Regions from separate parts of the Triticum aestivum genome. Here region 1 is linked to region 2. A link is a contact called in public Hi-C data. All regions are on one chromosome and are shown on one strand. The core of a region is the stretch at or near the end of the contact, and the rest is flanking DNA. Distances in the headings are between cores, read along the strand shown.

Evidence for each region. A called contact is a pair of places that touch in the nucleus more often than the background predicts.
Region 1: a Hi-C map of leaf shows a contact between it and region 2, with 5 times the contacts expected there. The contact joins the promoter of LOC123136937 here to the promoter of LOC123134089 in region 2. A contact is called at or near these places in 3 of 5 Hi-C or Micro-C datasets (leaf and an unstated tissue).

What each region holds. Positions count from the first base shown.
Region 1 is chr6B:282,893,448-282,897,973 of IWGSC CS RefSeq v2.1, forward strand. LOC123136937 reads left to right here and starts at 2,592. Exons shown (of 10, transcript XM_044556453.1): 1 at 2,592-2,934; 2 at 3,046-3,129; 3 at 3,334-3,460; 4 at 3,560-3,688; 5 at 3,799-3,914. The coding sequence starts at 3,365.
Region 2 is chr6B:282,468,319-282,473,231 of IWGSC CS RefSeq v2.1, forward strand. It overlaps LOC123134089 (cyanidin 3-O-rutinoside 5-O-glucosyltransferase-like), which reads right to left and starts at 3,615. Exons shown (of 1, transcript XM_044553432.1): 1 at 1,872-3,615. The coding sequence starts at 3,357. The coding sequence ends at 1,921.

The DNA of each region.
Region 1 (4,526 bases), core at 1,342-3,841, 420 kb after region 2:
TTAATTTTTTTGAACAAGTATTTAAAAATGCTAATCAAGCATTTGCAAAATGCTAAATGTATATAAGAAAAAATGTTGACCATGTATTAAAAACATAACTAATTTTTTATCATGTATATAAAAATGTTATCAAGCATTTGAAAATGTTGAACAAGTGTTTGAAAATGTTAATCAAGCGGTTGTGAAATGTTAAATGTGTATAGAATAATTGTTGATCGTGTCTTATAAAAATGATCTTTTTTCTGAAAACTATTAATCAAACATTTAGAAATGTTAAAAAATATAAAAATATATTTACATTGTACCAATAAATGTTAATCCTGTATTTAAAAATGTTAATCAAGCATTTGAAAAATATTTAAAATGTGTATAAAAATGTTTAATTTGTATTAGAAAAATGTTAAACGTGTATTAAAAAATGTTGTTGACATACACAATAAATGTTGTCGAAGCGACTAGGGGTCGAATTCCTGTGCGCTTGCCCCATTTTCTTCCTTGTTTTTCTATTCTTTGTATGTGCTAATGGGCTAGCCGATTACTCCAAACGCTCCAGCAAGAGAACCATCTGTCTCGCTTAATGCGAGACATAGCGCTCGCGCTCAACCAGTGATTTTACGGAACTAGCCGTTTAGCGAAGGACATATCTACAGGGTGGGCCGTGTTTTTGCCAGCCTATCTATATACTCGTCAGCGCTGCGGCGCCATGGAAAACATAGAGGAGGAGTGGGCTGGAGGGAAACGAAGAAGCCCATTTTTCTTCCTAATTTTTCTATTCATTGTATGTGCTAATGGGCCGGCCCGGTTACTTCACACGCTTCAGTGAGAGAACCATTTGTCTCACTTAATGCGAGACATAGCACTAGCGCTCAACCAGTGTGATATTGCGGAGCAAGCCCTTTAGTGAAGGACGGATCTACAAGGTGCGTCGTGTTTTGGTCAGCCTGTCTATATAGGATTCGGCGCGGCGGCGCCGCGAGAAAACATAGAGGAGGAGATTGGCTGCAGGGAAACAAAGAAGCCTAGCAAGCTGCGTGTTCCTGGTGCGAAAGGACTCGCCCCAGTGGCGCAGTCCGTTATTCCTCTCTGCTCCCTCTTCGGATCTCTAGATCTGAACTCGCTGCCAGCCGCATCCCGCCTACCTCCGTGGTCCATTCCTCGCAGGCCACTCGCCGTCGCTGCCTGCCGCTTGATTCCCTGCCTTGACGCGTCCTTCCCCACATGCAACTGTTGCGCCCGTGCACTCACCGCACCCAGCCGCCTAGTCCGTAGACTAGTCCTATTCGGCGGTGGGTGGTGTGCAAGCCTGCCCACGTGATACGTGCACCCTACCTTGCACTATAGCAGTAGCCTGCAGCCATCGACTGCCAACCAGCCCTCCCACCGTCCCACAATTAAACATAGTACACATGTGCGGTAATCCCAAATTTCCACGGTCCCTAATTTTGCCAATTTCAGATTCAAACATTATATTGGTTGATTGATTTTCTGTTGTTCAGCTATGATTGGTACTAATACAGGGGATGTTAAAATGTATTTAGAATTGTTGAAGAATTGGTATGTACCATGTAGGCTTTTTTAATGCAAAACTAAGACTTAACTGAGAATATTAGTGTGTTTCTAGATCATATTGATTTATATCTATGTGATGTTGTTTAATCATTAGAATGTCCACATGTCATATTTGCTATCATTTTTTTTGTAGGTAGACTACCCTGTTTTAAATTCCTAGATCCACCACTGCACAACTGGGGTGGGGCTACAGGGTCGCCAGGGTGGGCCGGATTTTGGGTCAGCCTATTATACATATAGATCTCTAACCGGGCCATAAAAAAAACCCGGCCCAATATACATACTGGTTGACACACACAACCACGCCCAGTCCGGGCATCGCTATTCCTCGCGTTCAACGAGTCGAGGCGTCTGACTCGCTGAAGCGTGCGAGCGTCTGGGCTGGCCCACCCGCGCGGGCAACACCAGCGTGTTTCTCTGTTTTGTTTTTGTTTTTCTTCTTCTTTTTGATATACTTTAAATATATATATATATATATATATATATACATATATATATATATATATATATATATATTACAAAAAACACTCTTCAAAAACAAATTTGATAAAATGTAGAATAAGTATTGAAAATGTTGAACAAGAATTTGTAAAATATTGAGTAAGTATTTGAAAAATGTTAAATAAGTATTAAAAATATTGAACAAGTATTTTAAAATTTTTGAATAGGTATTAAAAAATAATGAACGAGTATATGAAATATGTTGAACAAGTATTAAAAAATGTTGAGCAAGAATTTGGTAAATGCTGAACAAGTATTTGAAAATGTTGAATAAGTATTAAAAATGTGGAACAAGTATTTCAAAAATGTTGAATATGTATTAGAAAATGTTGAACGAGTATATGAAAAATGTTTAACAAGTATTTGAAAATGTTGAATAAGTATTAAGAAAGTTGATCAAGCATTTGAATTTTTTTAATAACTATGAAAATGTCGAACAAGTTTTTGAAGCGTTTCTTTAGAGCTGCTGCCCGACGAGTGGGCGCTGCTGAATGCGAGAAATAATCCTCGCGGCCCAGTCCACATCGAGCAGAGCCCTTCCTCCCGACACGGCGACGCCCTCGCACAGCACTGCGCCACTGCTCGACCTCGACGCCCAGCCGCCTCGCCGTCGCCGTTCCTCGCGACGCGACCTCACCGCCTGTAGCCTGCTGGAGCCCGGATCCCAGCCTCCCGGCGCCCGCGCCTCTCCTTCCCGCCCGGCCGGCCGGCCCTCTGGTCCAGCCGCGCCTCCCTGCCCACGCCCCTCCCTGCGCGCGGCCGCGCCCCTGCCGCCGGCCGGAAGCCTGGCGCCCCTGCCCTCGCCCTGCAAGTTTGGCGGCAGCCACTGCCGCTCAGTCACCACACCAGCCTCCGGAATTGAAGGTACCGAAATACCCTAATTTCTGATTTAGGGTTTCATTTTTGCACTATCAATACATAATTTTGCACATCATTTCGGCCTAGTCACATACATTGAGAGGGATGCTTTCTCAGAGGTGAATGAAGATGATATAATTGATATCTTCACGGCAATGCAAAAACGTAGGCCAGAAACATAGTCTTTTTGAATTTCTCAAGGTATGCACTATCTACTATGTTCCATGTAGTATGTAATATGTAGGCTTCTTTATGCAAAACTAAGATTTAATTGAGAATTTTAGTGTGTTTGTAAGACCATATTGATCTATTTCTTTGTGATATTGGTAATTAGTTAGAATGTTCACATGCTATATTGCTTATAATTTTTTTGGGGGGCGGACCACCCTGTAATCCCCTCTGCAGCCGGGCTCACGGAGAAGGGCGCCACCCCGCCATGATCGCCGCATCAGCGCGGCGGGTCGCTGCAGCCGCCGCTTCCTCTTCCCAGTCCGGCCGTGTCTCCCAGCTGGCCTCGACACTGAATCACCAGGTGAGTGTGGCGCGGATGAGACTTGCACATCTTCGTATCTATTTGATTTCATGCTCTAGTATGTTGCCAGGCGGTGAATAAACTTCTTTGTGGTTGCAGAGATGGATTCACGACCGTAACAAGAAGGCAATGGAGTTGGTGGCCAAGGGTTGGAGCGCCCTACAGGAGGTCGATCGCGTCATCGACTTCGCCGACCGCAACGACAAGCGGCTAATCCCACTTCTCAGGGTACAGCTCTGGATTCGCGTTCCCTCTCTTCCCCCATTTGGAACCACTCTGTTGTGACCTGTTGTTGGGGTTCTAACTTTTTGTTGTGCGATTCTTTCCCGGTGTCGAAGGGCGCGAAGGAGAACTTTGAGCTGGCTCTAGAGATCGACAATATGAATACTCACGCGAGATGTTGGCTGGCCAAGATGCATTTCAAGTACCATGTTCCCGGGGCGTGCAAGGCAATGTGAGTTAATTTTACCTCCCATGATGTTAGTGTTAATTTACTTACTTTGCTGTGTCGTTCAACCAGCTCATATGGCATGTACACTACTTTGTTGTTTCACTGCTATTCCAGGAATCTGCAAACGTGATGCAAACAACTAATTTTATCGTTGCTTATGTAGTTATGTTGTTGTTTTGACTCAATTTGAATCCTTTATAAGTGACCTTTTTTTGCGAACTATCCTTTATAAGGACCTGGCTAGTATGTAGGTGCCATGACTCTGAATACTGGATACCATTGCGCCTCAGTTAGATAGTTGCATACCAGAATTATTTCTGGATGATATATCAGATCCTAGGGACGATGCTTCTTAGTACTCCATCCGTTTCTTTTTACTCCGCATATAAGATTTGGTCAAAATCTACACAAAGTTTGACCAAATTTATATAAAAAAATATGAACATCTACAATATTAAAACTATATAGTATGAAAATACATTTCATGGTGCATCTGATAATATTGATTTCATATTGTCAATGTTTATATTTTTTAATATAAAGTTAGTCAAACTTTACAAAGCTTGACTTTGACCAAACCTTATATGCAGACTAAAAAGAAACGGAGGGAGTTTG
Region 2 (4,913 bases), core at 2,365-4,864:
CCCTCTAGTTCATCATCGGTCATATTTTCGTAGTGCTCCACGAAGCCCTGCGGAGATAGTTGCATCACCACCGTCACCACGCCGTCGTGCTGCCGGAACTCATCTACTACTTCGCCCGTCTTGCTGGATCAAGAACATGAGGATGTCATCAAGCTAAACGTGTGCTGAACGCGGAGGTGACGTACGTTTGGTACTTCATCGGGCGGATCGTGAAACGACTACATCAACCGCATCGATAAACGCTTCCGCTTAACGATCTACGAGGGTATATAGACACACTGTCCCCTCTCGTAGCTATGCCTCTCCATGGATAGATATTGCGTGTACGTAGATTTTTCTTTTGTTTTCCATGCAACGTTCCCCAACAGGTCCGTGGTAAACTATTCACGCATCATCAGAACTGCAACAAGGTTGGTGTAGAGGCCCTCCGTGATCGAATCCCCCTCTGGTAGATTGCCAGAAAAGGCCCCAAGATGGGATCTCACGAGAACAGAAGATTGTGGCCGCGGAAAAGTATTTTTTGTGTGCCCCCTGGTGCATGGAGAATATTTGGGTATTTATAGAGCTAGAATTAGGGTAAAGGGGGCTACGAGGGGCCCACAAGCTTGCAGGCACCCCCTTGGGCACGTCTTGTGAGCTTGTGACCCACTCGTGGCTCTCCTGGCCTCCTCCCGAAGCTTCATGGTTGTCTTCTGGTCCAAGAAAAATCCTCAAAAAATTTCATTCCGTTTGGTATTGATTTTCTGTAAAAAAAACAAAAAGAAGGAAAAAACAACAACTGACACTGGGCACTACGTTAATAGGTTAGTTCCAAAAAAAATGATACAAAATAGCATATTAATGCATATATAACATCCAAGATGGATAATATAATAGCATGGAACAATCAAAAATTGTAAATACGTTGAAGACGTATCAGTAAGCCATATCTTGTGCAGTGCATTTTCAGACATCAAGGTTATGGCGGGCTGACACAAGCTTGGCATTCTTCAGAGAGCTTCTCCAACCCTGCCCCAAAGTGATGCATGTGTCTACAAATTTAAAAATGGAAGCTATGATCCGGAGCATGGGCAGGATCGGGACCTTTCGGCTGCAGTTCGAGGATGTCTCCCGCCCTGTGATTCTTAGAAACAAGTTCAAGCAGTTCGGGAAGTTCACATGCTTGTCAGGCTGGCGATCGAGGGCATCTTCCAACAGCTTTGGCTATAGGAGGCCACCCCGAGCAATCTCTTCAACCTCGTCGCCCGCCTCCAAGGGACACCTCTCTGGATTGACACCTAGAAGGTGTTTGCTGCCCGGGAAAGAGTGCGCCAAGCATGGGCAATGCTCCAAGCCCACTACCCCGCGCTCATCCGCCCTATTGCGGAGGCCGGCCCCTTGGGTCCCGACAGAAACTGGGTAACACCGGAGAATTACTTCGACGTCGCGATGGAGTGCGCCCGGCTAACCTAGCAGGACTGCCTTCTGAATAGATAATAGAATAGATATGAGTAGTAGCGCGACCTCGGAATGTCGAGGAAGTGCTATAAAAAGATTAAGCGTTAACTACTATAGTTTATTTTGGATGCTAAAGACGAGTTTGGTCCTAAAATAGTTGTACTTTTGTCGCGCTTTAACTTTACCTGCCTCCGATCTCGAACAGTGTGTGGGCCAGCTTTCGGTGTCAAACCTGTTGGCAAGGCATTGAGGAGTGCTTTAATGACCAACTTAGCCAGACTAGCAGAAACTATGGGCAAACAGAGTAGCAAGGCAACCTGGCTATTAGCCAAAAGACACAAGTCGAAGACCGTAGCAAAGAAAAATGCAACAAACCGAGTATATATTTTCTTAATAAACTGGTTAGATTTTAGAAATCTGAACTTCTGAAAAGAAATGCACATTTGTATAAGAACCGAGGACGTAGTACATAAATAAATGCTTCTAAGCATCATTCGCAAATTGGTCCAGGAAAGTCCCCAGATTATGTCCGGATGAGCCGCCGTCTGCGATCGCTTCCTGCAACTTCGCCTTCCACGCCGCCGAGCTCGCCCGTATGGCTGCGCCCTCCTCCGTGTCACCCATGATGATCTCCATGCACCTCGCCAGCTCATCCGCTTCCAGAACCCTATCAGCGTCGGTCGCGGCGCGCACGCCGATGCCCCACTGGACGACCAGGCGCGCGTTCGTGTCCTGGTCGGACCACTGCGGCACGGCGACCACCGACGCGCCGCACGCCACGCTCTCCAGCGTCGAGTTCCAGCCGCAGTGTGTCACGAAGCACCCGACGGCCGGATGCGACAGCACCTGCACCTGGTCGCACCACCCAACCACCATGCCCCGCATGTCGCCGACGTCGTCGAAGCCATCGTCTCTGTTGTTCTTTCGCACCACCCACAGGTACGGGCGGCCGCTCGCGGCGAGGCCTCGCTTCAGCTCGTCCTTCTGTCGCTTGCTCACCGCCGACATGCTCCCGAACGACACGTACACCACCGACCGTGCTGGCTGTGTGTCCAGCCACTCCATGTAGCCTTTCTCGTCGTGTTCAAAGAGATCTCCTACTGCGGTGGCAGTGCCGCCGCCGCCCTCGGTGAAGAGCGACACCACGGCTGGCCCGACGGGGAACACGTCCAACTCAGGGACAGATGTGAGAGCACCGGCCTCTAATTCTTCCACGGTGTTCACTAGCACCATGGCTTGCCTTCCTTCAGTGCTGCTGCTACTGTCGACGTCCAGGTCCAGCTGGTGGAACGTCCTGCGGATGTCCCCGAACGCCGCGACTATCCTGCCGTCCGTAAGGTTGGTGAAGAAGCTCGGGAGGTCACGGATCGCCATCGGCGGGAGGCCCGGCATAGACACCGTGAACCCCGGCTCGGCAGCATGCTCCGTCACGAGCCTCTCGTACCCATGGAAGTAGTGATAGTACACGGCCAGCATCGTGGCCGGCTGGATCCAGTAGAGCGCCCGGGGCACGCCGCGCTCACGGGCGACCTCGGCGGCCCACCACATGAGCATGGCGTACAGGACGCACGTGACGGGCCGGCCCCGCGCCGCGAGGCGGTCCAGCACCGCCGAGAAGGTCTCGCGGCCTACGCGGCCGAACACCTCCGCGTATCTCTGCACTTCGTCCCCGTCGCCAGCCAAGAGGCTGAAGCCGTGGTCGTAGCCGTCCGAGTAGGGGATGTAGGAGATAGCACCGTCGTGGACCTCTTCGTCGGGGGACGCGAGCGAGGGGAACATGCGACGGTGCGCGGACACGGCAGCCGAGAGCGTGACCCGCGCGCCCGGTGCGGCCCGCGCGAGGCGCTCCGCCAGAGCGCGCGCCGGGTTGATGTGGCCCTGGCCCGGGAACGCGACGACCAGGAAGTGCTGCGGCGCCATGGAGGACGATGGATGGCCGTGGACTTTCTCCTCGTCAACCTATGCCACCCGCTGGCTGCTCGAAGCACGCAGCGCCGCTGGAGTTTGTAATAGAGTGAGGCTTGGCTTGGTTTGGCGCGAGGCGGCCGTCTCACGATGGAAATTCTCTCGCGACAGATGCTGTACTCTATAGGATAAGTACGGCGAGCTACAGCACGGTGTAAATTGTAATTGTGGTGATGTCATGGCTTGCGGCTGCGATGATTGACTCGTTGCCGTAGGAATGTTGGATGGGATAGGTATGCTTCACCTGCTCCGGGAATGCTACATATATTAGCCGCGAGCCACACGAGACGCGCCGTGGTTACTTGGAAATTCGTAGCATCTAAGGCTAGTCAAGTCACAGTGTGAGTAACTTAGCTAGTGACATAGCCCACCTCAATAAAATTTGCTTATGCGGCATTTAGTTAATGATGAGAAGTGTTAACATAATATGTTACTATAACATAGCGCTTCCCAATACAATATGAGTCTACAAGCTAATAAATGAAGTCCTCTATGACACTACTACTATGTTATTTTGCACTAAAAAGGTAGTAACTTAGACTAGTGTCATATGCATGACACTAGTATAAGTTACTCCCCACTATGATCAGCCTAAGGGCCCGTTCGACAATCCATCAACTCCTCAAAATACGCGAAGCTGGGAGCACCGTTTCGCCATCTCTGAAATTTCTAACCGCGGCTCCGTCCGCTCCGGGAGCGGAGGCGCGGAGCGGAGGGCCACCAAATGGGACCTAAATCGTGCATTTTCCGGCTTGAACAAAGACCATCTTGTTTTTCTCGTGACGAGGTCGCTAGAGGTCAAAATAAGAAGGGTGCTGGTCTGCTGGACATGATTTTGTTTCATTTTGCCAGTGATTTTTCTGTCTTGTTTCTTGTCTTTTTTAGGAGTACTCCCTACTCTAACTTTTCACTCCGCCAGTGAGTGCGATTTCGTTCCAACCGAAAGCGAAGGACGGGTGCTAGGAATCCAGCTAGCAGTTGCAAGTGGGCGCCTCTGTGTGCCGCTTACTGCAAGGCAAACCCTAGCCTGGCCGACAATCGATGATGGGCCGCTCCAGTAAAAAATTACTTTTTTGTAACCTTTATTCGTATATCAAATATTATATATTTCACAGGCATATTTTTACTTAATTAAATTAAAATATCTATGTGACAAAATGTAAACATAGTAAAAAATATTAGTTAGATTTTTTTGAAAAATGTGGATGACTTTCATGAAAAAGTTCATGACAATGACAAAAATGTTTCCGTGTTTCAAAATAATGTATAAAAAATTAAAAAATGTGTATACAATTAAAAAATGATTGCATAATAAAAATGTGTTTTGTGCCATTAAAAATTGTAATGGAATTTTATGGAAATATTTCAGCATTCAAAATAATGCTTGTGGCATTTAGAAACATGATCCCGTAGGTTAATGTTTATTTCCACTAAAATGTGCATGATATTTTAAAGTAATAATCACATATTTCCAAAAAAAGTTAATGAATTTTTTAAAATTAATTACAAAA